7 separate regions of the Mus musculus genome follow, and regions 2, 3, 4, 5, 6 and 7 are each linked to region 1. Evidence: chromatin contacts called from public HiChIP or PLAC-seq, Micro-C and promoter capture Hi-C data. All regions are on one chromosome and are shown on one strand. The core of a region is the stretch at or near the end of the contact, and the rest is flanking DNA. Distances in the headings are between cores, read along the strand shown.

What was found. Promoter capture Hi-C pulls out the DNA fragments that hold promoters and counts their contacts. Hi-C and Micro-C count contacts between places; a contact is called where the count stands out from the background. HiChIP or PLAC-seq counts read pairs in DNA pulled down with a chosen protein or histone mark. Capture Hi-C pulls out chosen DNA fragments and counts their contacts.
Region 2: a Micro-C map of embryonic stem cells shows a contact between it and region 1, with 1.7 times the contacts expected there. The contact joins the promoter of AI661453 here to the promoter of Foxp4 in region 1. A contact is called at or near these places in 5 of 39 promoter capture datasets (embryonic stem cells, fetal liver, liver and 2 more) and 1 of 484 Hi-C or Micro-C datasets (embryonic stem cells).
Region 3: a contact with region 1 is called in a promoter capture Hi-C map of the HPC-7 cell line. The contact joins the promoter of Treml1 here to the promoter of Foxp4 in region 1. A contact is called at or near these places in 2 of 39 promoter capture datasets (the HPC-7 cell line and HPC-7-derived erythroid cells) and 1 of 115 datasets of contacts at active chromatin or transcription factors (large pre-B cells).
Region 4: a contact with region 1 is called in a promoter capture Hi-C map of embryonic stem cells. The contact joins the promoter of Taf8 here to the promoter of Foxp4 in region 1. A contact is called at or near these places in 9 of 39 promoter capture datasets (the 3T3-L1 cell line, 3T3-L1-derived adipocytes, the C10 cell line and 5 more), 2 of 484 Hi-C or Micro-C datasets (both in embryonic stem cells) and 2 of 115 datasets of contacts at active chromatin or transcription factors (embryonic stem cells and pancreatic cancer cells).
Region 5: a contact with region 1 is called in an H3K27ac HiChIP or PLAC-seq map of bone marrow-derived dendritic cells, with 3 times the contacts expected there. The contact joins the enhancer-like site here to the promoter of Foxp4 in region 1. A contact is called at or near these places in 12 of 39 promoter capture datasets (the 3T3-L1 cell line, 3T3-L1-derived adipocytes, the C10 cell line and 8 more), 3 of 115 datasets of contacts at active chromatin or transcription factors (bone marrow-derived dendritic cells, differentiating embryonic stem cells and large pre-B cells) and 1 of 9 other capture datasets (embryonic trunk).
Region 6: a promoter capture Hi-C map of adipose tissue shows a contact between it and region 1. The contact joins the promoter of Treml4 here to the promoter of Foxp4 in region 1. A contact is called at or near these places in 11 of 39 promoter capture datasets (3T3-L1-derived adipocytes, the C10 cell line, the HPC-7 cell line and 7 more) and 2 of 9 other capture datasets (adipose tissue and macrophages).
Region 7: a promoter capture Hi-C map of the HPC-7 cell line shows a contact between it and region 1. The contact joins the promoter of Trem1 here to the promoter of Foxp4 in region 1.

The regions. Positions count from the first base shown.
Region 1 is chr17:47,923,103-47,926,311 of GRCm38.p6, forward strand. It overlaps Foxp4 (forkhead box P4), which reads right to left and starts at 1,530. Exons shown (of 17, transcript NM_001110825.1): 1 at 1,104-1,530. Gm46601 (a long non-coding RNA gene) reads right to left here. Exons shown (of 3, transcript XR_003952247.1): 2 at 2,817-2,931; 3 at 2,372-2,712.
Region 2 is chr17:47,434,977-47,438,185 of GRCm38.p6, forward strand. AI661453 (expressed sequence AI661453) reads left to right here and starts at 1,663. Exons shown (of 5, transcript NM_145489.2): 1 at 1,663-1,973. The coding sequence starts at 1,829. It also overlaps a transcript of 1700001C19Rik not described here.
Region 3 is chr17:48,358,423-48,361,631 of GRCm38.p6, forward strand. Treml1 (triggering receptor expressed on myeloid cells-like 1) reads left to right here and starts at 1,494. Exons shown (of 6, transcript NM_001289457.1): 1 at 1,494-1,560; 2 at 1,713-2,045. The coding sequence starts at 1,515.
Region 4 is chr17:47,500,746-47,503,954 of GRCm38.p6, forward strand. Taf8 (TATA-box binding protein associated factor 8) reads right to left here and starts at 1,546. Exons shown (of 9, transcript NM_022015.4): 1 at 1,486-1,546; 2 at 539-695. The coding sequence starts at 1,524.
Region 5 is chr17:48,323,065-48,326,273 of GRCm38.p6, forward strand. It overlaps B430306N03Rik (RIKEN cDNA B430306N03 gene), which reads left to right. Exons shown (of 6, transcript NM_177083.4): 6 at 873-3,209. The coding sequence ends at 1,121. Among named protein-coding and RNA genes, the nearest start is that of B430306N03Rik, 8.5 kb to the left of the region's middle. Within about 2 kb of position 1,502, at least 64 of the 459 cell types and tissues checked have an H3K27ac peak or open chromatin away from gene starts, as enhancers often do. A contact at or near this core is called in the HPC-7 cell line, bone marrow-derived dendritic cells and differentiating embryonic stem cells, where this site is marked.
Region 6 is chr17:48,262,664-48,265,872 of GRCm38.p6, forward strand. It overlaps Treml4 (triggering receptor expressed on myeloid cells-like 4), which reads left to right and starts at 1,632. Exons shown (of 6, transcript NM_172623.2): 1 at 1,632-1,777; 2 at 1,969-2,322. The coding sequence starts at 1,717. The region is part of intron 1 of Gm52308 (a long non-coding RNA gene); the gene reads right to left.
Region 7 is chr17:48,231,294-48,234,502 of GRCm38.p6, forward strand. Trem1 (triggering receptor expressed on myeloid cells 1) reads left to right here and starts at 1,446. Exons shown (of 4, transcript NM_021406.5): 1 at 1,446-1,550. The coding sequence starts at 1,502. It overlaps Gm52308 (a long non-coding RNA gene), which reads right to left. Exons shown (of 3, transcript XR_003952373.1): 3 at 2,806-3,209.

The sequences.
Region 1 (3,209 bases), core at 280-2,779:
CAGGTTCTCCTCCAGTGAAGCTCAAGAAGTACAAGTTTTACGGAGAAGCAAAGTGCAAGATTTGAGCGCCGCGGAGGATGGCCGCGGGCCAGAGGGACGCTGGGGAGACTGTCTCACGAGTCACCAGAGTCTTCAGTCTGGGGGAATGGACTCCACTGCTCACTCCGGCAGCTTCATCTCTGGTGGCCTTGGGCCCACTCTCCGTTACCTTATTCCCTCACTCTCAAACCTCACACTACCCCGCAGGAGCTCTGTCCGAATGAGGAGGGTATCCACTAGATTAGTTCCCCACCGATCAGCTCCGGCGCACGTAAATAAATAAATAAATAAATAAATAAATAAATCACAGGGGCCATTACCAGTCTCTCTCAAGTCCCCAAGAAGTTTTCCGCTTTATCTCAGATCTGATTAAGAGATGCGGGAGTGGGGGGGGAGGTTGACTAGTCTCAGCACTTTCGAAGTGTGACCTCCACAAACCAAGGCGATGAGGTGTTTGAGATTGTTGCCCCCCCCAACACACACACCAACACACACACACAGACTCAAGTCTTTCTGTTTGTCCTGGGGAGTCCCGTGCAGACTGGACTTGGGGGGATCCCAGTTCACCACTTCCCTTCCCGGCTCAGGAAAGTCCGGGCCGGGAAGTATTCTTTGTCTCACTCCGGGAGGGGGGGTCGCGCCCCCTAACACCCCATTCCCAGCAGCGAGGCCAGGAGGGGGCGGAGCCCAGATTCTTGGGGCAGGGCGGGCCTCAGTGGCTTCTCCAAGCCGCCCCCCCTCCGCCCCGGCCAGCTTCCCGCTGCCCCCCAGCCCCGCGCCTCAGCCCCCACCTGTTCCCCAGACAGCTCCGATCGGCTGGGGGCCCGGGCCGGGGGCAGGGTCTCTCAACTCACCAGGGTCAGTGCTCCGCGGCCGGCCCAGCTGGAACAAAGTGCTCCGGCCCGGGGCCGGGCTCCTCCGGCGGCCGACGCGCCTCGGGCGGGCAGTTTGCAAACACAAAGTGAGCCGGGGAGCAGGCGAGAGAGTGAGCGAGCTAGGGAGTTGGACGAGTCCCCGGCCCAGCCCCCACCCGGATCCCTGGGGTCCCTGAATCGGCCACCTACCTGTCCGGCCCGGCCGCTCAGTGCGGGCTCCGGCCCGTCAGCCCGCACGGGGCATGGGGCTCGCTCGGGTCGCAGCCCGGGCCCGCCGCCACTCGCCGGGGCTGCCCCTGCGCTCCGAAGCGATCTTTCTAGCGCCGATCGCCGCGCGCCTTAGCCCCTTGGGGGCATCGCACTTTGGAGGATGGCTTGGCTCTCTCCAGCTTCCGATCGTCCTTCCCCGGGCTCCGGCGACGCTCCTGAGCTCGCTCCGGCTCCGGGGCTCCGGGACCCCGGCGTCCCCGCCCCCGGCCCAGCCCTGGTTCCGGCCCGGGCTCCTCCCCGCCGCGCCGCGGCCGCCTGCGCCGCGCCCTGATCGCGTGTTGGGGGGCTCCGTCCCGGCAGCTGGTGGCACTGTCCGGTCCGTAGGGGCGACCGGCTCCGGACTCCGAGGGGCTGCGACTGAGCCCCGGCTGCGAGTGGCTGCGAGCGATCGGCGCGCGGGCGGGGCACACCGGGCGGGGGGACCGGAGGGGTGGAGGGAAGGAGGGAGCGCGCCGAGCGACAGGGAGGAGGGAGCGAACGAGCGAGCGGCGGAGGGAGGGGAGACTAACTTCTAGTGCTACCATAATTCGCCTAAAGCAGGTGCAGCCACTTTTCCCCCTGAGAGGCGGCCAGCGGCAAGCCGAAGAGGACCACGTGGACCAAACTTTGGGGAAGGAAAAAATGGGGACGTGGGGCTACCGATCTGCCAAAGTCGATAGGCCGTAGAGTTTCACAGTGGACTGGGGACCCATCCGATGGGAGGCTTTATTAACTCTGGCCTTTTCCTGGAACCTGGAGGTACGGCCAAGTCCTGCTGGCACACGGTTCACTGGTTTCGGGCGGGCTGCGCCTGGCGCGGGGAGTGGTCAGGACCCCCCCCCCCCCAGTCCGAAGCCGACGTCCAGCGCGGGCCCTGCCGCGCCTCCCTCTGACTCCCCACTGTGTGGGGGCTGGGGCTGGGGAGGCTCTTTCTGGGCTTTGTGAACAGTCTTTTCTCCCATCCCGGCGCGCACGCGCTGCCGCCTCGGTCTGCAAAGGGGAATTTCCTATAAAGTGCTGTGAGAACCGATGGAGAAAGGGCTTCAGGCTGGATCCACGCGGGCCAAGCACAGAGCAAAGTCGAGGCAATTATCTGAACAAATTAGATTGTAAACAAAACTTGGCGTCCCTGAATACCGCTTGTGCCCAGGGGGACCGTGAGGATGGGGGTGGGGGTGGGGTTGGGGACGCTGGTGTGTGTTTGGGTTGGGAGGGGGAAGTCCGGGCACGGAAAGGCCCAGGTTCCGAGGGGGAGGACTAAATTGGGTAGCAGGAGCCAGGCTCAGACTGGTGGAGAACTGAGAGAGAGAGAAAAAAAATCCTCCCACTCTCTACCCAAACATCTTCCCTTTCGGGTGTGTGAAGAGGTGAGGGGCACGCCTCAGGGACCCTCCGTGTTTGGCCCACCCTGCCCAGAGAAGTTATGGGTTGAGCACAGGAAGGCAGTGACTCTGGGAGACCCTGTTGGCTTCGGGTTACCTTGAGGCAGGTGACCAAGGGCAGGCAGACCCCATGGAGGATGAACTGGGTAAGGACTGGGCCTGGTTTCCTGGGGATAACATATTTTGGAGAAAACTCTTAAAAAAAAAAAAAACACAACAACAACAACAAAAACGGGTTTCTGAGATAACAGCTTAAGCAATTTCTGCTCACCTATTCTGCCCCTTTTCCGTGGGCCAGGAGCTGAAAGGTGGTAGTTACAACCCAGCTCTGAAGCATCTCTGTTTGCGCAAGTGGACAGACACAAAGAGGGCAAACATAGACCCTGCTGAAATTTGGAGACACACAGATGTCAAGCTGGATAGGGCTGCTGTGCAGCTTGTTTAGGTATTTGCGTTGCGGGATGCGTTGAGCAAATCGCCTCCGGAAGTGCTAAACACAAGCTCTCCCACCTAGCCACGCCCACAGCCCAGCTCTTTTATTTGGACTGCATGGTGACCGGTCCAGTAGAAATGAAACTCAAATGACAGTAGGTGTAGTGGCCAGCTCTTGGGTGGTAAGGGCAGAAGGTTCAGCAGTTCAAGGTCATCTTTAACGACAGATGGG
Region 2 (3,209 bases), core at 413-2,912, 490 kb before region 1:
AAGGCAGGCAGATCTCTATGAATTTAAAGCCAGCTTGGTCTATATAGAAAGTTTCATGCCAGCCAGAGCTACAAAGTAACATTTTGTCTCAAAAGAATATTCCAGGAGAGAAGAATCTGGTGTCTATAAAATACCAAATTTTCTAGAGCTGTGTTCAGGGCATGACGTGGTCATTGTGTTCTGAAACAGACTACAATGTGGTTATCCATACAGGCTCAGGCCAATGAGATCAGTCAACTTTCTGATAGGCAGCACTAACTAGACCCAGTAGATTTAAAGGGGGGCGGGGAGGGATGATGAAGAGGAGAAAGGGATGGGAGGGAAGAGTGGGAGAGGGATAGCCTGCATGATATGCTCAAGACACATTGTTTATGTATGAAATTGCCAAAGACTAAATTTTATTTCATGAAATATACATTAAGATCGGGCTTGGTGGTCTGAGCATTTAATCCCAGCACTTGGGAGACAGAGTTGAGATAGTCATAAGTTCAAGTCCAGCCTGGTCTACAAATTTCAGGACAGCAATGGCTACATAATAGACAGACCCTGCCATACATAGATAGATAGATAGATAGATAGATGCATACATACATACATACATAATACATACATGTATGTATATGACATATATGGCAGGGTCTCTCTAATATACACACTATATAATGTATTAAATATATTATCTTTAATATATTAATAATATACACAATATAAATAATAAACAAGAAACAATATGAAATATATAAAATAATTATATATTGAATATGTTAAATATTTAATATATTAGTATATTAATATATATGGAGGCCTAACCATGAGGATAGTTTCTTCCTGTGTTCTCTAATGGTACAGAAACTAGCCGGGCGATGGTGGCACACGCCTTTAATCCCAGAACTTTCGAGGCAGAGGCAGGCAGATTTCTGAGTTTGAGGCCAGTCTGGTCTACAAAGTGAGTTCCAGGACAGCTAGGGCTATACAGAGGAACCCTGTCTCGAAAACAAAAACAAAACCAAAAACAAACGAACAAACAAACAAACAAAAAATGGTACAGAAATTAGCCGGGCGGTGGTGGCACAAGCCTTTAATCCCAGCACTCCTGTCTCGGAAAAACAAAAAAACAACAACAACAACAACAACAACAACAACAACAACAACAAAAAAAAAAAAAAAAGGAAAAAAAATGTGCAGAAATTTCTTAACTCTACCTGGCCTCTAACTTCCTGTGTATTCATCATTTGTATTCATCGAAGTCTCCCTCACACATGTCAGAGGGCCCACGGGATGCTCTGGGCCATGCTAGCTTGGCCAGGCAGGTACTTTTCTGGGATGCAAGTCATTTCTAAACTGTCCACCCTGATCTGCTCAGGAAGGGCTCACAGACTCAAGGAACTCGCCTTGGGCTTTTCCTGGTCCAGAAAAAAAAAAAAAAAAAAAAAAAAAGTGGGGGTGGATCGGGCGTGCCGGTAGGGAACCCGCGGCAGGGGGCGGCTCTGCTCCCCAGCAGGGCGTGGGCCGGGCGAGGTCCTCCGCGCAGCGCACGGTGCCAACAATAGGCTGTTGTGGAAGGAGGCAGGAATGTGGCCCGGGGAGTTGGGCGGCGGGGCGGGGCCGGCTCCGGGCGGCAGCCTCTTACCTGTCCAGGTAGCTCGCATTTCCAGGCGAGCGGCGGCGGCGCCCGCACCACCTGTCGCCGGGTGCGCGGGCGGGGAGCGCGGCTGGGGACCATGGCCTGCTAGTGTCCCCTGGGAAGACGCTGCGGGGTTCAGTCTGGAGCAGGACAGGCCTAGGGACGGAAGGTCCTTCCCTCGGGGACAGATCGGCCTGCAGCAGCATGAAAAAGAACCAGACCATGCAGGGCACTTTCAGCAAACTCTTTGGGAAGAAGCACGCCCACCCCTCCACCACGTCCCTCTACGCCACCAATCCACCCTGGATTTTCACCCACGAGGCCCAAGAGGAGGGAACCAGGGACTTTGGTGAGTGCACCCCGGCTGGGGGAAAAAAAAAAAAAAAAAACAAGGGAGAGTTCCCCGTGGCGCCTCTTCCCTCCTGGCTCTGGCGTCACTTGGGCGCTGGGAAAGCGGGCTGGGGCAGGGACACGTTGGAACCTGTGGACCGGCTGAGGAGATGCTGGGAAGGGGAAGGAGGCGCGGCAGCCCGAGTCAGAGAGGTGCAGGGAACCCCTGAAGTGAGGCCGCCGATCCTTGCCGCCCTCACCTGCCGTTCCCTGTCTCCCTTCATAACCTTTGGTAGGGTTTCTGTTTGTGTGGCTGTCTTTGCTGTGTCTCCTACCACATATCCGCATTCTGAGTCAGAGATCTAGACGTCTGTCCCTAGTCCTTTCCGCTTCCTCTGTCCCGCAGAGAGAGCCTGCCTCAGGTGCCCTTGCCGTTCGTTCTGTTTGAGAAAGGAAAGTCAGCGAGCAGGCCACTGTTAGCAGATTGCCAGCCATTTGCGACATCAAATTAGCTTTGTTTGGTTTGGTTGGGGGTGGGGAGGGAAGGGGGCTGAGTGTCACATGCTCTTGCCCAGGTCCTCTTGGATCTGGGTTGTCTATGGTCTCGGACTGAAGAGTCAGAGGTGGGACAGAGGAGAGTGCGGACCCTTTGAATCAAGGGTGGTGTGTCTTTGCAAACTACTGGAAATAAATTGGCCCTTCCCCAGCTCCGGCTATGGGACACTCCTATCTCTTTGTCAATCTCCAGTTTATACACTCTTAACTGGGGGGAACCCCGGGAAAATGGGGGAACGGTACTCACTTCTTGTTTTTGATCCATGCTTCTGGTGTCTGAAGTGGGAGACAGGGGTGTGTCACCAATCACTCCCTAGTTTTACCTGCCTTCCTCATCACCTTTATGGTACTTGGAGTTCTGTTCAACACCCAAATGATTACATTGGGGGCCAGGGCAAGAACAAGATGTCACCTTTCCCTGACCTAAAGATCTCTCACCAGCAGGCAAGCAAAACTAAGAGTATGCCCTCCTGCCCTTTGGGGGCCTCTGCTGGAAGACAGCCTTTAGGTGCATGAGAAAGAGAAGAGGCATTTCTGAGGGGAACCTAGCCTCAGAGTGGAGAGGGAAGGCTGTCTCTGACAGAGCACAGGTTTCAGTAATGGGGAAGAGAGCAGGACCAAGTGGGGGCGTGTCTAGGCAAAGAAGATACCAGTGCTGGCAAGTGAACCCTAAGTGTACTCTGGGATGCCCCAACACCTT
Region 3 (3,209 bases), core at 244-2,743, 440 kb after region 1:
TTATTTTGTCAGTAATACACTGGCTCCTTGACACTTCTTCCTCTTTAGAAAGCGGCAGGGACAGAGAAAGAACCAGACAGACACCCTTATTGTGCAGTACAAATGTTCTTAGGAGGAAAGTGAAGGATACAAGTTTCTCTGGGTGTTTCTCAGTCTCTAGCTCCTGCGGGACGTCCAACGCTCGCCCATATCAAAGCACAAGGGCTTTGCGCGCACTGTCAGGACCATGTAGGAAGGTGGAAATATTCATGGACAACACAGTATCTGTGGCACCAAAGTAGTCTGCTTGCAGAAAAATAATGACACTTGAAAAATAAGAAAGAGAACTTCTAAATTAAAATTGTCAAGGAAAATTGGGTAAGAGAGACGGCACAATAGTTAATAGCATTTGCTGCCCTCACAGAGGACGCAGGCTCAGGTCCCACGTGGCAGTTTACAACTATCTGCAACCCCAGTTCCAGGGAATAAGGCACCTTCTCCTGATCTCATAAAGGCAAAACAATTACACATGTGAAATAAAAGTAAATAAATCTCTTTTTAAAAACGAGAGAGTGGAAAAGGGGGCTGGAGCTAAACCCACATTGGTACAGGGCTTGCTCACGTGCACACAGCCCAGGGTTCCATCTCCAGCAGCACAGAACCCCAGGTGGAGATGTAAGTCTGAAACTCCCACACTCGGGAGGTAGAGTCAGCGGACCAGAAGTTCAAGGTCACCCTTGGCTACCTAACAACTTTGAGGCTAGCCTGGGCTACATGAGACCCTATCTCCAAAAGGAAAATGAAGATCCTAGAAGGGGAGGAAGAAGAGTATGCAGATACTAGAAGCTTGATGGACTAAGAGATGAACAATGTGAAAGAAAAGTTATGAACACAGGAAGAACACGTAAGAAAGGGAAGATCCCTGCTGCCAGGTGATGGGTGGGTGCAGAACAGCAAGAGGAAAGAGTATGGTCTGTAGCCTCTGAAGAAAAATCATCCTTCCTGGATCTGAGGGGGTGGGTTTGAAAGACACAGGCAAAGACAGGTCCAGGGGTTTCTAGGGAAGAGGTTGTGGTGAGGGAGTGGGGGTCCCCTGGGAGCTGGGGTGGTATGTGTATAAGTAGAGTCAGGACAGGAGAATTACCCATAAAGACTTGAGAATCAGATGGCCCTGGGCCACATGGACAGCTCTTAAATTTTCTCCCTCATGGCTCTTTCTTCGGATCTGTGTAGGAGACTGAAGATTATCTCTCCTTATTCTCCTGCCCTCTGGTTGCTGGGTCCCCTCTCCATTCCCTTTGGTGGGGTATCAGACCCTCTTCTTCCAACCTCTCCCTCACTTGCCTACCGGTCTCTCGGGGCCTTCTGAACCTTGAGCCAAGAAATCTATGGAAAAGTTCCCTGCCCCAGTGTAACTGTCAGCCTCGATGGATAGCTGGAGCGCCCACGTGACTGTATGAGACAGATGTTTCCTGCCCCCAGGGGCCTGCAGTTTTAGAGAGGAGGCCATCCTCAGAACCTACTACTGCCCAGCCATGGACTGCTACCTGCTGCTGCTGCTGCTGCTCCTGGGACTAGCAGGTAAGGTGCAGATGTAGCCACGCCTCCTTCACCAGTATCACAGATGCCATAGCTACCCCCCTCTGGATCCCCAAGTCCCTATGTTGGGGAGTGGGCTAGGAACCATGCCTGCTTCTATCCAACCCTCACTCCCACATCTTTTCCTTCTGCAGGCCAAGGCTCAGCTGACAGTCATCCCGAGGTGCTACAGGCACCGGTGGGGTCATCCATTCTAGTGCAGTGCCACTACCGGCTCCAGGATGTGAGGGCTCTCAAGGTGTGGTGCCAGTTCTTGCAGGAAGGCTGCCACCCACTAGTGACCTCAGCGGTGGACCGAAGAGCTCCGGGAAACGGGCGCATATTCCTCACTGACCTGGGTGGGGGGCTCCTGCAGGTGGAAATGGTGACCCTGCAGGAGGAGGACACAGGGGAGTATGGTTGTGTGGTGGAGGGAGCGGCAGGACCCCAGACCCTGCATAGGGTCTCCCTGTTGGTTCTTCCACCAGGTGAGTTACCCTAAGCTGCCCCCACTGTAGGCAGGATGATCTGTGATGGGGGCTCTTTGGAGCTTTGGGGTATGGGGCCCACTAGGAAGGCGTTGGGGGTGAGATATCATTTTGACAGCTCGTCCTGGACTGAGTGGCAACGGAACTGTTTGGGAGGCTGGAGATAAGTAGCTAAGCAGCCACCTCTTCCTCTCTCTCTCTCTCTCTCTCTCTCTCTCTCTCTCTCTCTCTCTCTCTCTCTCTCTCCTTGACAGTAGCTTTCTGTCACAGCATATCCAAGGCCCCGTGTCTTCCTCCAACTCTCCTATACTATCTTTGTTTTACTTTACAGGAACTTCAAGCATATTAACAGAAATGAATTTTTGTGCCTTCCCCTGTGTGTGTGTGTGTGTGTGTGTGTGTGTGTGCCCATGTTAACACCCATACAGCCACAGAGGATGTCCTGTTCTATCATGGTCTACCTAATCACCTTGAGAGAGTGTCTCTCACTAAACCTGAAGCTCCCCACTTTGGGTAGACTGGCTGGCCATATAGGGGTTTGCCTATCTCTAGCTTCCAGCACTGGGGTTCCAGATGCAGCACTTTTATGTGGGTATGAGGGATCTGAACTCACGACCTTACCCTTGCCCACTGAGCCATTTCTCCAGCCCTGCCTTCCTTTCATGATTTAAAGTTATCTTAACATAGTTTAGTAAGGGCCTGACTGTAGGGTTAAGGGGTCCCGAGGCCACTCCACCACAGGGCTCGGGCACTTGGGGAGGTGGGATACGGGAGTTTTGACTGCCCTTATCCCACACAGGCGCCCGGTGAGTGTCAGGCTATGGAGAAGCTGTGGGACACTGCTCCGGGGGTAGGGGAGCGCAGCCTGAGGTTCTGGGAACAGCCAAAACTGGCTCTGGGGTCCCTGAACCTGCAAGGAGGCCAGGGCTGTCTGGTGCTCAGGCTCTTGGGCACTCAGGTGCTGCTGGGAGCCACAGAAGAGTTGAGAACAGAATGGGACCCACAGGCTGGATCTAGCCCAGGGCCCAAGGGGAAAGAGAGTCCTCCTGCTGGATCCCACAGGGATAGAGTCCTTGGTTTGTAGGCACCTAGCTTGGCTTGGTGGAAGCTGTGGCTGGGAACGCTGAGAGGCCTTCTGCGGGAGATTAGACGGCCTGTTCCATT
Region 4 (3,209 bases), core at 296-2,795, 420 kb before region 1:
GATTGATTAGGCTGGGTGGTGGTGGCACGTGCCTTTGATCCCAGCACTCAGGAGGCAGAGGCAGATGGATCTATGAGTTCAAAGCCAGCCTGATCTACAGAGTGAGTTCCAGGAGAGCCAGGGGTACACAGAGAAACCCTGTCTTGAAAAACCAAAGCGGGGAAGGGTTATATTAAAAAACAAAAACAAATTCAAAGACAGAAAGGAGACGTTCTTGGGGCTGTGGAGAAGACCGAATCCAGTGTTGTTCAGGGATACAGGGCTTTGGACATGGATAACGCTGAGAGTTGTGTAACACTTAATGCCACTTAATGCCGCTGCAGACGACTGAAATGACAAGGTTGCTATTTGTGTCTCTCCCACATGTATAAGCATCGAAACAGTCTCATTCTACAATGGACATGTGTGTTTCTTCTGCCTGAAGCTGAGTCTCTAACAGTCTTCCAAGAGAAGGGGAGAGAGAATCTGGGATGGAGTTCACGGAGCTGGGGGGGGGTCTGTAAAGGAAACAGCGGGCCTAGTGTTTCTTGGTACTCACAGCTCTGCAGCATCTCTGTCAGTGTCTCCACAGACGCTTTCTCGGCACTCTCAAATCCCGCCTCTGTCAGCAAGGAGCTCACAACCACTTGCAGGGTCCTCCTCCGGGCCAGATGGTAGTTATCAGCAGGGTTAGTGGATTGCTTACTTCCCGGTCTCTGGAAATCAGAAGCCCAGAGTGAGACTTTGAACCACTAGATGTGTGTGTTTTGCGCGCGTGTGTGTGTTCCTGCGAGTGCAGGTGCCGCGCTGGCCCGGATTCCGTGAAGCAGGAGTTACAGGTGATTGTGAGCCACTCCACCAAACTCAGGTCCTCTGAAAGACCAGCAAGTCCGTCTTAACCACTAAACCATCTCTCCAGCCCCATTCACTTCTTTCTGGAGCAAAGTTACAGGAGCGGGTCTGTGGTGGGCACGCCTTTATTCCCAGCACCCGGGAGGCAGAGGCAGGCGCGAGAGGAGGCAGGAAGAGAGAGGGAAAAGCAAAGGAAGAATATATACACGAATGATGGTACTGAGCGAATAAATCTACTATCTTCTTGTCCCATCACACCATTTCAGTAACCAGGAAAATTAAACCAGCTACCACCACAGGATGCAGAGGAGAGCTAGGCATCACCGCAGAGAAAGGCAGAGCAAGTAAATATTTTACGAAGTTCCAACTTCGGCCGGCCAGTAAGAGGATAAAAACAGCCTCTTCAGACCAATCAGAAGGAGTTCCGGGTTCCCACCTCAACAAGGAACAAGCCAATCAAGTCTCAGATGCAGCAATTCAGGAGGCCGCTGCCAAAAGCCAAGCAGCGGGGACCGCCTACGGCCAGAGATACTCTCCAGCCCCGGGTCTCAGAGCGGGCCTGGGCTTCTCGGTTCGAGACCGTGGCCCAAACCGTGGGAGAGATCCAGAAGACCCAAACTCTTTCGGCTTCACGCCGCGCCTCTCCACCCTTACCGTTCCGGAGCCACCAGGCCCGGCCGCCGTGTCAGCCATCTTGCTCTTGCGTAGTGTGCGTGAGCGCGGGGCACGATGGGACTTGTAGTTGCGGGGTGGGAGGTGGAGAAGGGCGGGGCCGCGGGTGCCCCGCCTTATAGAAAAGCTCTACGAACACGTGTGAGTCTGGGGTGGGGGTGGAGGGAGCTCGGGATAGCCCAAGCTCACGTGGCGTTGTGTGACCCAAGCTTTCTTGGACACTTAAGTCAGTAGCTGTAGCAATTGATCTGGAAGACGCACTGTGAGATGCACTGAGTTAAAAGAAACATATTTTGTCCAGGAGCCTGCCGTCTGTAATCCTAGCACTTTGGAGCTGAGACCAGAGGATCTAGAGTTCCAGGCTAGCGTGGGCTATGCAATGAATTAAAGGCCAGTTTAGGACTACATAAGGAGACCCTTTCCCTGAAAAGAAAAGAATAAAAATAAAAACAAAAACAAAGCCATTTGTATGAAGTAAGTTCTCAGAAATACACTAAGAATACAATTTGGGTCTGGAGAGATGGCTCAGCGGTTAAGAGCACTGATTGCTCTTCCAGAGGTCTTTAGTTCAATTCCCAGCAACCACGTGATGGCTCACAACCATCTACAATGAGAACTGGCGCCTTCGCAGGGCCTTGGTGGTGCACGACTTTAATCCCAGCACTTGGGAGGCAGAGGCAGGTGGAGTTCTGAGTTCGAGGCCAGCCTGGTCTACAGAGTGAGTTCCAGGACAGCCAGGGCTACAAAGAGAAAACCCTGTAAAAAAAAAAAAAAAGAAAAAGAAAAAGAAAAAGAAAAAGAGGGGCTGGTGAGATGGCTCAGCGGTTAGGAGCGCCGACTGCTCTTCCAAAGGTCCTGAGTTCAAATCCCAGCAACCACATGGTGGCTCACAACCATCCGTAATGAGATCTGATGCCCTCTTCTGGTGTGTCTGAAGACAGCTACAGTGTATATAATAAATAAATAAATATTTTAAAAAAAGAAAAAGAAATCTGGCGCCCTCTTCTGGTGTGTCTGAAGACAAGACCAATATACCCACATGTATGCAATAAATAAATATTTAAAAACAAAAAAACACTTTGGTTCTGCTTGCTCTTCCAGAGGTTCTGAGTTCTATTCCCAGCAGCCACATGGTGGCTTACAATTATCGGTAATGGGATCCAATGCCCTCTTCTGGTGTGTCTAAAGACAGCTACAGTGTGTGTATTCATATAATTGAAACAAATAAATCTCTTTTAAAAATACACTTTGGGGCAGAGAGGTGGCTCAGTAGTTAAGAACACATACTGGGCTGGAGAGATGGCTCAGTGGTCAATCAGAGCACTGACTCTTCTTCCTGGGGTCCTGAGGTCCTGAGTTCAATTCCCAGCAACCACATGGTGGCTCACAACCATCTGCAATGAGTTTGGATGCCCTCTTCTAGTGTGTCTAAAAGACAGCTACAGTGTACTCATATACATAAAATAAATAAAATCTTAAAAAAAAAAAAAAGAACAAACACATACTGCTCTTGGAGATGACCCAAATTTGAGCACTCATATTGAGTGTCACAACTGCCAGGTAGATGATGGGAACTGAATCTCTGGAAGAGAAGAGTACTCTTAACTGGAGCAACTTTGCCCCTTGAATGTCATGGTGGTTTGAATAAGAATGGACCCCCTAGGCTCAAATATTTGAATGCTAAGTCACCAGAGTTGGGCAATTTG
Region 5 (3,209 bases), core at 252-2,751, 400 kb after region 1:
TTTAAACGTGCATATGGTTCCCTTAAAGAACTCGCTAAAACAATTCTTGAAGAGTAATAGAAGCAGCAAAATTGGAGCAGCAAAACACCTGGACTCTCAACACACAGCCTCATTCCATGTCCACCTCAGAGTGCGTGTGAGTGTGTATCCAGGAGCGAGTGTGGGAGGGTGTGTTCACAGGAAATGCTGGTAACCCCAAGCCTTATGAGGCTGAGTCATGGTGCACTCCAATTTCAAGCCAGCCTGGGCAACATAAGGAGACCCCAGTCTCAAAAACACAAGGCCAGGGCTGTAGCTCAGTGGGAGTCTTTGCCTTGTGTAAGTACAAGCAAGACCCTGCATTCCATCCTATCATTGAAAAATATGCAAATCAGTGGTTCCTTAGTCCCCGCCCACAGGGCCTTTGTTTTCAGGGACCTAGAGCAAGGCTTGACTGCAGTTTAAAACTGGAACCTAGGAGGGAGGCCAGTGCTTCTCAGCTCAGTGACAGGGAGGCAACGTTCCCAGCCATCTTCCCAGAGGCTCTACCAGCCCAACGTCACATCCCATCTCTTTTTAAAGAAAATATTTATTTATTTTGTCTGTCTGAGTGTTTTGCCCACATGTATGTATGAACACCAAGTGTCTGCAGTGTAGAAACGGGAGTCAACCCTCCTGGAACTAGAGTTAACAGACACTCCCATATGGGTGCCGGGAACTAAACCCAGGTCCTCTGGAAGAGTAGCCACTGTGTTCAGCCACCCAGCAATCTCTTCAGCCCATGTTCAACATCATAAACTCTGTCTGTGTCCCTCCACCCAGTCCTGGCTCCACACAGGCCACTAACCACTCGAGCTATTCTTTCAACAAACATTTTTTTCTTTGATTTTCAGAGCTTCAATCAGCAGACCCACTCCAGTGAGGACACTGGGACCATCTGCTATGCCTCTCTCATCCACCTAAACCGTGTAAACCCTCAGGACTCCATCTACAGCAACACCCAGCCCTACCCGAAGCCCTCTCCTGACCCACTTCTGACTGTGGAATATGCCAGCATCTCTAGAAACAGACTCGGCTCTTCCAAGCCAGATTACCCAAGAGGTGAAGACCAGCAACTGAGGGCTGAGCTCCCAGGGCAGTGAGCATGTAGGTACAACGCTACTGTCCCTGTGGAGGGGCAACTTCCTACACAGAGTTAAGATGGCCTCAGATGACAGAGGACACACTTTCTTCAAGGAAGGTGACTGAAAGTGCCATCCAGAAGGACTCTGGAGCCCTGTTCTCACCCTTCTGGAGGCCTAGGACCAATGCTGCTAACACATTCTGTGTGGAAGAGAGATGGGTCGGCGCCTCTGAGTGACCTTAACCTCCCTTCCTTGTGTGACCACCACTTCCTTCCCCCCTGGTTCATGAAATCGAAGCCGGTTGCACAAGTTCCTCAGGAACTTTAGGCAGAACTATGACATTCTGCCCAACCCCCAATCCCTCCCACACCAGCCTGACCCTTGTTTCTAAAACCATCCTGCTCAGGGAACTCTGGTGACCTTGCTAGGATGAATACTAAGATGTAGGCGGTGATCTTCTGAGGTATTTCCAACCATGTCAAAAGTGGGAACTTCCTTACCATAGCCAGCCACACATCTCTGTCAGAACACCTGGGCTCCCCGGCCTTCTAGAGGACTAGCATTCACTCTGCAAACTGTGTCTACCTGTACCACCTAAGACCACACGCTCCTTCCAGGGTCCTAGCACTGAAGATGCTGTTCCTGGACGCGGACTGCTCACCCCTATGAGGCAGACCCTTGGGGGGGATGGGGTCCCTATGAGGCAGACCCCCGGGGAGCAGGGAGATGCAGCTACAGAGAAGGAAGGGATGCTGTGAGTGTGGCCCTGTTCCTGAGCACTCTGCCTCACCCTGCCTGCCCATGCCCTCCTCCTATGATGCAGATTTGCCTGGGGGAGACAGGATGCTTACCACCTCCAGCCTCACACCCAACTCCATCTCGCTCCTGGGTTATTGGTCTCTGCTCCTGATTTCAGTTGACCTGTGGTCCTTCGTGCCTCCTAACTGCAGCCGTGCTCTTGGGCCATGCTTCAGTCAACACCGTCTCCTGGAAGCCTGCTTTCTATTGTACATTCCTTGAATTGCTCTTCTTGGCTATGGCTCATCCTGAAGGTTGGGCTTCTCATGAGCTGTCAAAACCCAAAAGGGTTTTTCAGACTGGAGCTCCTGGTGCTGACTAAGCAGTATTCGCTGGGTCAGTATCAATAGATACTTAGGACTCCCAGGACCTACACTCAAGCTTGAGGACAAGAGAGATTGATTGTAGGATGTAGTTGGGAATACTTATAATGTGTCCCTTTGCCTCTATATGGATGAAGAGCCTAAACGCTCCTATTTACATGCATTCCTCCATTTTACAGATGGAGATATACTGAGGCACGGGGAGACTTGGTCTCACAGGTAATAAACGGTAAATTGCCGATGATGTTGATTTTTGCCACTGCACTTCTGGTTCCTGCTCCCTCACGGATCTCTTTGTGTATGTGCTGGGGGAGACATCTGAAGGGACAGTGGAAATCAAGGCTTAGATATAGGGATACACTAGGGGAGTGGGACCCGAGCGACAGAGGCCTCAGGATGCAACAGAGGACAACAGTGCAGCTTACACTGCTGAGACGTTGGAGGCGAGACTGAGCCGGTTCTAGACATCCGCTACCACTGAAGGCTCCGAGGCCTCTCCAGAGCGTCTTCTCACCTCTTCTTAGCTCAGGCCTCTGCAGCAAGCCAGCACCCTGTGCCAGGGGTGTCTGAGGAGAAAAGAGGCGTCTCATTTCCTGTTGCTGTGATAAAATACCATGAGAAAAAAGAACTTACATCAGCAAAGGGTGAGTTGAACTTACAGTCAGAGGGTACATTCCACAACAGTTGGGAAGTCCTGGCAGCAGGAGCCGGAGGCAGCTCGCCATGTTACATCTCAGTCAGTAAGCAGGCAGTGGTGATGGCTGGTGCTCAACTTCCTCTCTCCTTGTTTGTGTGTGTCTGTGTGTGTGTGTGTGTGTGTGTGTGTGTGTGTGTGTGTGTCTAGGTGGCACATGCATACAGGTTCCCCCCTCTTGGAGTCCAGGACCCAAACCTAGGTTACGGTTTGCCTACCTTCAGGGTGAGTCTTCCCACTTCCATTAACCTAAGCTAGATTGTCGCTCACAGGCCTGGACAGGGGCTTGCC
Region 6 (3,209 bases), core at 382-2,881, 340 kb after region 1:
CTTTGGGATCTGCTGTTGGTGTCTTGCACTCTCTGGATACTGACAAATGTATAATGACGCATCTCAATGTTCTCCATGAAGAAGAAAGTATTTTCCTAAATATCTTGTGTAGTGTAAGACTTGTTTTTACTTATGAATAAGTGTATGTATCTTTGTGTGGATTTGTTCATATGGATGCCCGAGGAGGCCAGAAGAGAGCGTCAGATCCCCTGGAACTGCGGTAAGAGGTGGTTGTTAGCCCCCCTGACATGGTTGTCAGGAGCTGAACCCTGGCCCTCTCCAAAAGCAACACATGCTTTTTCTTAACTGCTTCAGTCTCTTGTGTGACGACGTTAGAAAAAATAAAATTTGATTCCAATACTTCGGTTCAGTAATTCAGGGAAGATAAGATTGAGTTTATAACTAAAGCTTTGGCTGGGGATGTAGCTTGGTGGAATGGCGAGCTGTTTTCTTACTAGCATGTACAAGGCTCTAGGTTTGATTTCCAGCTCTGCAAACCAACTCAAACAAATGACGTTTATATCCCACACTTCTGGTTCCCTCATAAGTACAAGGCAGGGCCATTAGATTTTTTTATTCTTTGCTTTGCCATCCATCAACTGCTACATAGGAGGTCCCTAGAGTCCCTGGGAGTGGAGCAGATGCATGAAGACCAATAAGAATTTAGGTGTTCTGATAGCCAGTGGTATCCCAGCTGCTACTGTGGGCTCGCCAGTGAAAGACTGAGGTTCCCTTGATGTGGTGTGCATATACCTTCCCTAACTGGTTGCTACTGATTGTTGACTCCACTTTCAGTCTCTCAGATCTTGACAGTTTGTGGGACCGTGAAAGGCAGCCTGTTTTCTGGTCGAGCTAGGTTTAAACCCTGGAGACCCAGCCTGGGTCACCCTTTCTTCCACACAGTTTTGCAGGTGAGATGTTAATGAGAGATAATTTTTCTCATAGGTTTCACTCTCCCACTCACATGTCCTTTAACATGGTCATGAATTCCCTTGCTTCCTTTCTCACCCTTAAGAGGTCCCTCCCTCTTGACTTCCCTTCTGACAATTCTTTCTCATTGTTCTCTACCTCCCAGTAGCCCCACTTCCCCCTTTCCAAGGGACCATCCTTACACTCTGGCATTGGAGTCTGGTGGCTTACAAACCTTCCAGGATGACAACATACTGGAGGTGAGGGCCCTGACTTATCTTAGTGATGGGGATTCCCAGGACTCTGGGCACACCTCTAGGGACCTTTGACCTTTCTCAGGGAAAAAGAAAAGAGGAACAGGCCTCTTACTTCTCATATTGTTTTCTACAATGTTCTTTTTTTTTTTTTTTGTAGCAATAATGGAGGAGTGTGATTGGTGGGTGGTGTGGAATGGCTGAGATGGGACACGGATGAGCAGGGGTGAAGAGTGAGGGCCAGAGATGGACCCTGCAGTTAGGAGTCCCCAGTCCAGGCCTGTCCACTGTTCCTCTCATGTGTCCACAGAACCTATCTACCTAGGTCAACCACGAGATGGACCCTGCAGTTAGGAGTCCCCAGTCCAGGCCTGGCCACTGTTCCTCTTATGGGTCCATAAGCCCGCCTTCCCAGACTGGCTACTTCCCCAATCAAAGCTCTGATCTTCCTTGGTTCTTACATCTCACAGATGATGAGACTTAGGGGAAGACTTGCCTAGTTCAGAGGTCTCCTCCTTTTCTCCTCTCCTCTACTGACAGAATCTGGACTGGTATGGCCTGGAGGTACTCACAACTGCTCCTGGTCCCTGTGCAGCTGGTGTTCCTGGCCTCAGGTGAGATGATTCCCTGTACAAGGGTTTGAGAGGTGGGATAGATAAAAGGACAAGGAACCAGGCTGACCCTGTGACCAGGGCTGGCTTTGGGGCCATGTTGTGCGTCTGAGTGTTGGAAGTCATTGCCTCTTGGCTTCCCTAGCCCCAGAAACGAATGCATACAGCTAGAGCTCTGACCTCTGACCTGACAGTTTGTTGTCCAGGTGTCTGGGGGTCCACAGTATCTGAAGAGCTTCATAGAATGGTAGGACAGAGCCTCTCCGTGCAGTGCCAATACAAGCCTAAGGAGGAGTCCTATGTGCTGAAAACGTGGTGTCGGCAAACAGCCCCAAGTAAATGTACGAGAGTGGTCACTACCTCTGAGCCTCGGAAAGCAGCCAGGGAATTACAGCACACAATCTGGGATGATCCTGAAGCTGGCTTCTTCAACATCACCATGACTCAACTAACAGAGGATGACTCAGCGTTCTACTGGTGTGGTCCATATTATCCTTCCCTCAGAGAAGTAACTGTTCTCAGAAACATCAGCCTGGTGGTGTCGCCAGGTAAGGCCTTTCTTGGGGATACAACCCTCTTCTACAGACCAAGCACAATACATATCCCTGATCCCTTCTCTTTGTGACCCCCTAATTTTGACACCTGATCTGACTGAGGAGAGACAGTTTCCCATCTCGGTCATGCTTGGCTCCTCATTGAGAAAGAATGTTTAGGTTTCATGGGGTAGGCACTTGGAGTCTCTCTCTGACTCTTAGTTAGTTTACACTAGCATTGTGTAACTTTAATCCTAACATTTGGGAGGCAGAGACAGGTGGATCTGAGTTTGAGGCCAGCCTAGTCTAAATAGTGAGGTCCAGGCCAGCCAGAGCTACATAGTGGGACTCTGTCTCAAAAAAAAAGTTGAAATGTTTTTATTTTAAATTATGTGCACTCATGGGCACATGCCACATGTGTGCCAGTGCCCATGGAAACCAGCGACTAGGAGCCTCTTGCAGCTAGAGTCATAAGTTGCTGTGAACCACTCAATGTGGATGCTTGGAACCAAACTCAGATTCTCTGCAAGAATCTGTGTTCTCAATGGCTGAGCTATCTCTTCAGCCCTCCTACTTGCTTTCTTACTTAGGCAGACCTGAGTTACAAATTTCTACTGGCACAAGGGCCCCTGAGGTCTTCCTTACCAGGGGCCAACCCTGGCATGGTCCTCTTTTTTTGTTCTCGCTTCTCCTTGAGTCAGCAGAGGGGGAAAAGGATTGGCATAGGGTAAGACTTTTGTCTTGCGAGATACTTAGAGTTGTTGTATAATAATAAAAAGTTGACTTGTCTAAGTCTAAGTTACTTTGCTACTGTAGCTGACCTGACTTTTGTGTCCTCAGAGGCTAGAAACTGCAGTCTCGGGCATTTAGCACCTCATCCTAAAACAGCAGGAGATTAAGTA
Region 7 (3,209 bases), core at 196-2,695, 310 kb after region 1:
ACGAACAAACAACCGAAACAAAAAACCAACCAATCAACCCGTCAAAAAACAGGACAGAAAGTGTTAGGATTGGTCTCACGCTCTGTGTGTTCAGATGCTGAGTTCTGTACTCCAAGATCAGGTTACAGTCCGGACGTGGGCTTTGTATCGTCCGATGTACTGTAAAGAACACTCCGCAATCACCTATGGTTGGTTAATAAAAAGCTGGAGCCTATGACGGGGCAGAGGAGATAGGAAGGCAGGATGTGTGATGGAGTGTGTCCAGACATGGGCATTAGGTTGTATGGGCAGGGAAGGGAAAGTAGTGCGTGTGTGTGGTATCTGTGTGTGCATCCTTCAGGGAATGGAGTGTGTGTCTATGTGTGTGTGGGGAAGAAGTAAGTGTGTGTGGGTGGGGGAATAAAGTGTGTGTGTGTGGATGAAGTATGTGGGGGGGAATGTAGTGTGTATGTGGGCAAATGTAGTGTGTGTGGCGGGGATGGAGTGTGTGTGGGGAGATGGAATGTGTGTGGGGGAAGGGAATGTGTCTGAGGTAGTGTCTGAGTCAGGGTTTCTATTCCTGCACAAACATCATGGCCAAAAAGCAAGTTGGGGAGGAAAGGGTTTATTTGGCTTACACTTCCATACTGCTGTTCATCACCAAGGAAGTCAGGACTGGAAATTAAGCAGGTCAGGAAACAGGAGCTGATGCAGAGGCCATGGAGGGAAGTTCCTTACTGGCTTGCTTCCCCTGGCTTGCTCAGCCTGCTCTCTTAAGAACCAAGATTACCAGCCCAGAGATGGTCCCACCTACAAGGGGCCTTTCCACCTTGATCACTAATTGAGAAAATGCCTTACAGTTGGATCTCATGGAGGCATTTCCTCAACTGAAGCTCCTTTTTCTGTGATAACTCCAGCTGTGTCAAGTTGACACAAAACTAGCCTGTACAGGTAGGGACCACAGGGAGAAAGAAGAGAGAGGGGTCATCAGCCTGAGGCAGGATGCATCATGAGCAAGTGGCCAAGAAAAGCTTGCCCTGAAGACAGACAGTTACAGCAGAAGCAGCCCAGGCAGGACCGAATGGCAAGGAACTTTGGCTGGGAAATAGCGAAATAGCATAGAGGGTTAAAAAATGTGAATATCTGCCCAGTTCTAGTGCTTTAAAGCTTGTTGGAAAGATCCAACAGGCCTCTGTCTCAATTACTCAGGAGCTAAATGGGCTGGGGTAGGGTGGGGTGCGGATTCTACCCATCCCCCCTCCCACAAAATTATTACAATACAAAAGAAAATAATTTTCAGAGAAGAGGAAACTGAGGTCCCAAGAGCTTTAACTGAGGTTTGAGCACAGTCCCCTGAACTTCCTTACTGATGTCAGCCCGCAGGGTGGCCAGTGACAGTACCTTACCTCCCAGGAATGGCCTCACATCCTGTTGTGAAACTTTCCAGAGAGTCTGGGTACAAGGGTGTCTTCTAGCTGTCCCAGCAGCCCACAGAGGCAGTCGTTGGAGCTGAGCTTGAAGGATGAGGAAGGCTGGGCTCTGGGGACTGCTGTGCGTGTTCTTTGTCTCAGGTAAGGCAAGCGGGAGATGGGAGCAGGTGGTCTCTCTGGACTCGAAATTAGAAGCCGTGTGTGTGTGTGTGTGTGTGTGTGTGTGTGTGTGTGTGTGTGTTCCTTATTTTTTTCCCCCTTGAGACAGGGTTTCTCGTGTAGCCAGGGCTGTCCTGGAATTCACTCTGTAGACTAGGCTGGCCTTGAACTTAGGGATCTGCCTGCCTCTGCCTCCCGAGTGCTGGGACTAAAGGTGTGAACCACTACTGCCCTGCTCTTTTGGTTTTGTTTTGTTTTCTTTTCTTTTCTTTGTTTTTGTTTTTGTTTTGATACAGGGTTTCAGTATGTAGCCTGTATGGCTGGAACTTGCTATGTAGTCCAGGCTGGACCTCTATCTAGCCCAGCTTCTCTGCTTCTGCATCCTGATTACCTACAGATATTAAAAGTGCGCATTGGATCTACCTTGCTCTTGAGTTTTTCACTGAGCCTGGGTTAACTTATTTGTTAGGCCAGTATACCTCAAGGACCCACTTGTCTCTCCCTTTCTGCTGTTGGAGCAGAAGTGTGTGCAGCTGCACTAGACTTTCTACACGCACGCTAGAGATCACACTCAGTTCCTCACGCCTCGGCAGCAAGTGCTTTGCCAACAGAGGGGTCTCTCTAACCCCCTGAAGCTCTAAAGCAGTGGCCCCCAACCTGTGCGTCTCGACTCCTAGGATGGAGGTCGCATGACCTTTCACAAGCATCTCCTAAGACCACCACTGGGAAATAGAAATTTACATTACGATTCAAAACGGTAGCAAAATTACAGTTATAAAGTAGCAACTATATAATTTTATTGTTGAGGGTCAGCACAATTTAATGAGTGGTATTAAAGGGTGGCAATATTAGGAAGGTTGAAAACCACTGTTCCAAAGCATATGGCTGTCAAATAGGCCAGGCTTCACCTGCGCTCAGAAACTCAGACCCTGAGACCGATGAGCTGAGCTATAAGGAGGGTGACTTAGGGAGGCAGGCGCTCTATGCTTGGTTTTTTTTTTTTTAATTTATTTTATTTTTTATGGCTGTATTCTTTTAAAAATAATTTTTATTTTATATGCACACGTGTTTGCATGCATACATGTATATGTCTCACATACATGTCTGGTACCTGAGGAAGCCAGAAGGTGGCATCAGATTCCCATAGAACTGGAGTTACCAATGGTTGTGTGCTGCCACGTAGGTGTTAAGAACCAAAACTTTGTCCTTTGCAAGAGAAGCAAATCCTCTTAACTGCTTTTTTTTTTCCAGTCCTGGGGGTGGAACCCAGGACCTCCCATCTGCCAGGCAGCTGCTCCCCAGACTCTGTTCATTTTGATGTTAGAGACATACAGATCCATGGATGGGAACAATGACAGAGTAGGACAGGGTCTCACTTTATAACCAAGTTGTCTTTGAACTGGTGATCCTCCTGCCTCAGCTTCTTAGGTATTTGGATTACAGATGGGCACTACTAGGTCAGAAGATCCAACTAATCCATGTATTTTTGAGAGAGTCTCTATATATATCCCTGGCTGTTCTGGAACTGTCTGTGTAGACCAGGTTAGCCTCAAACTCACCTAGTGATCCTTCTGCCTCTGTCTCCCTAGTGCTGAATCAAAGGCGTGTGGGTCATTATGTCCAGCCATCTGAATAATATTA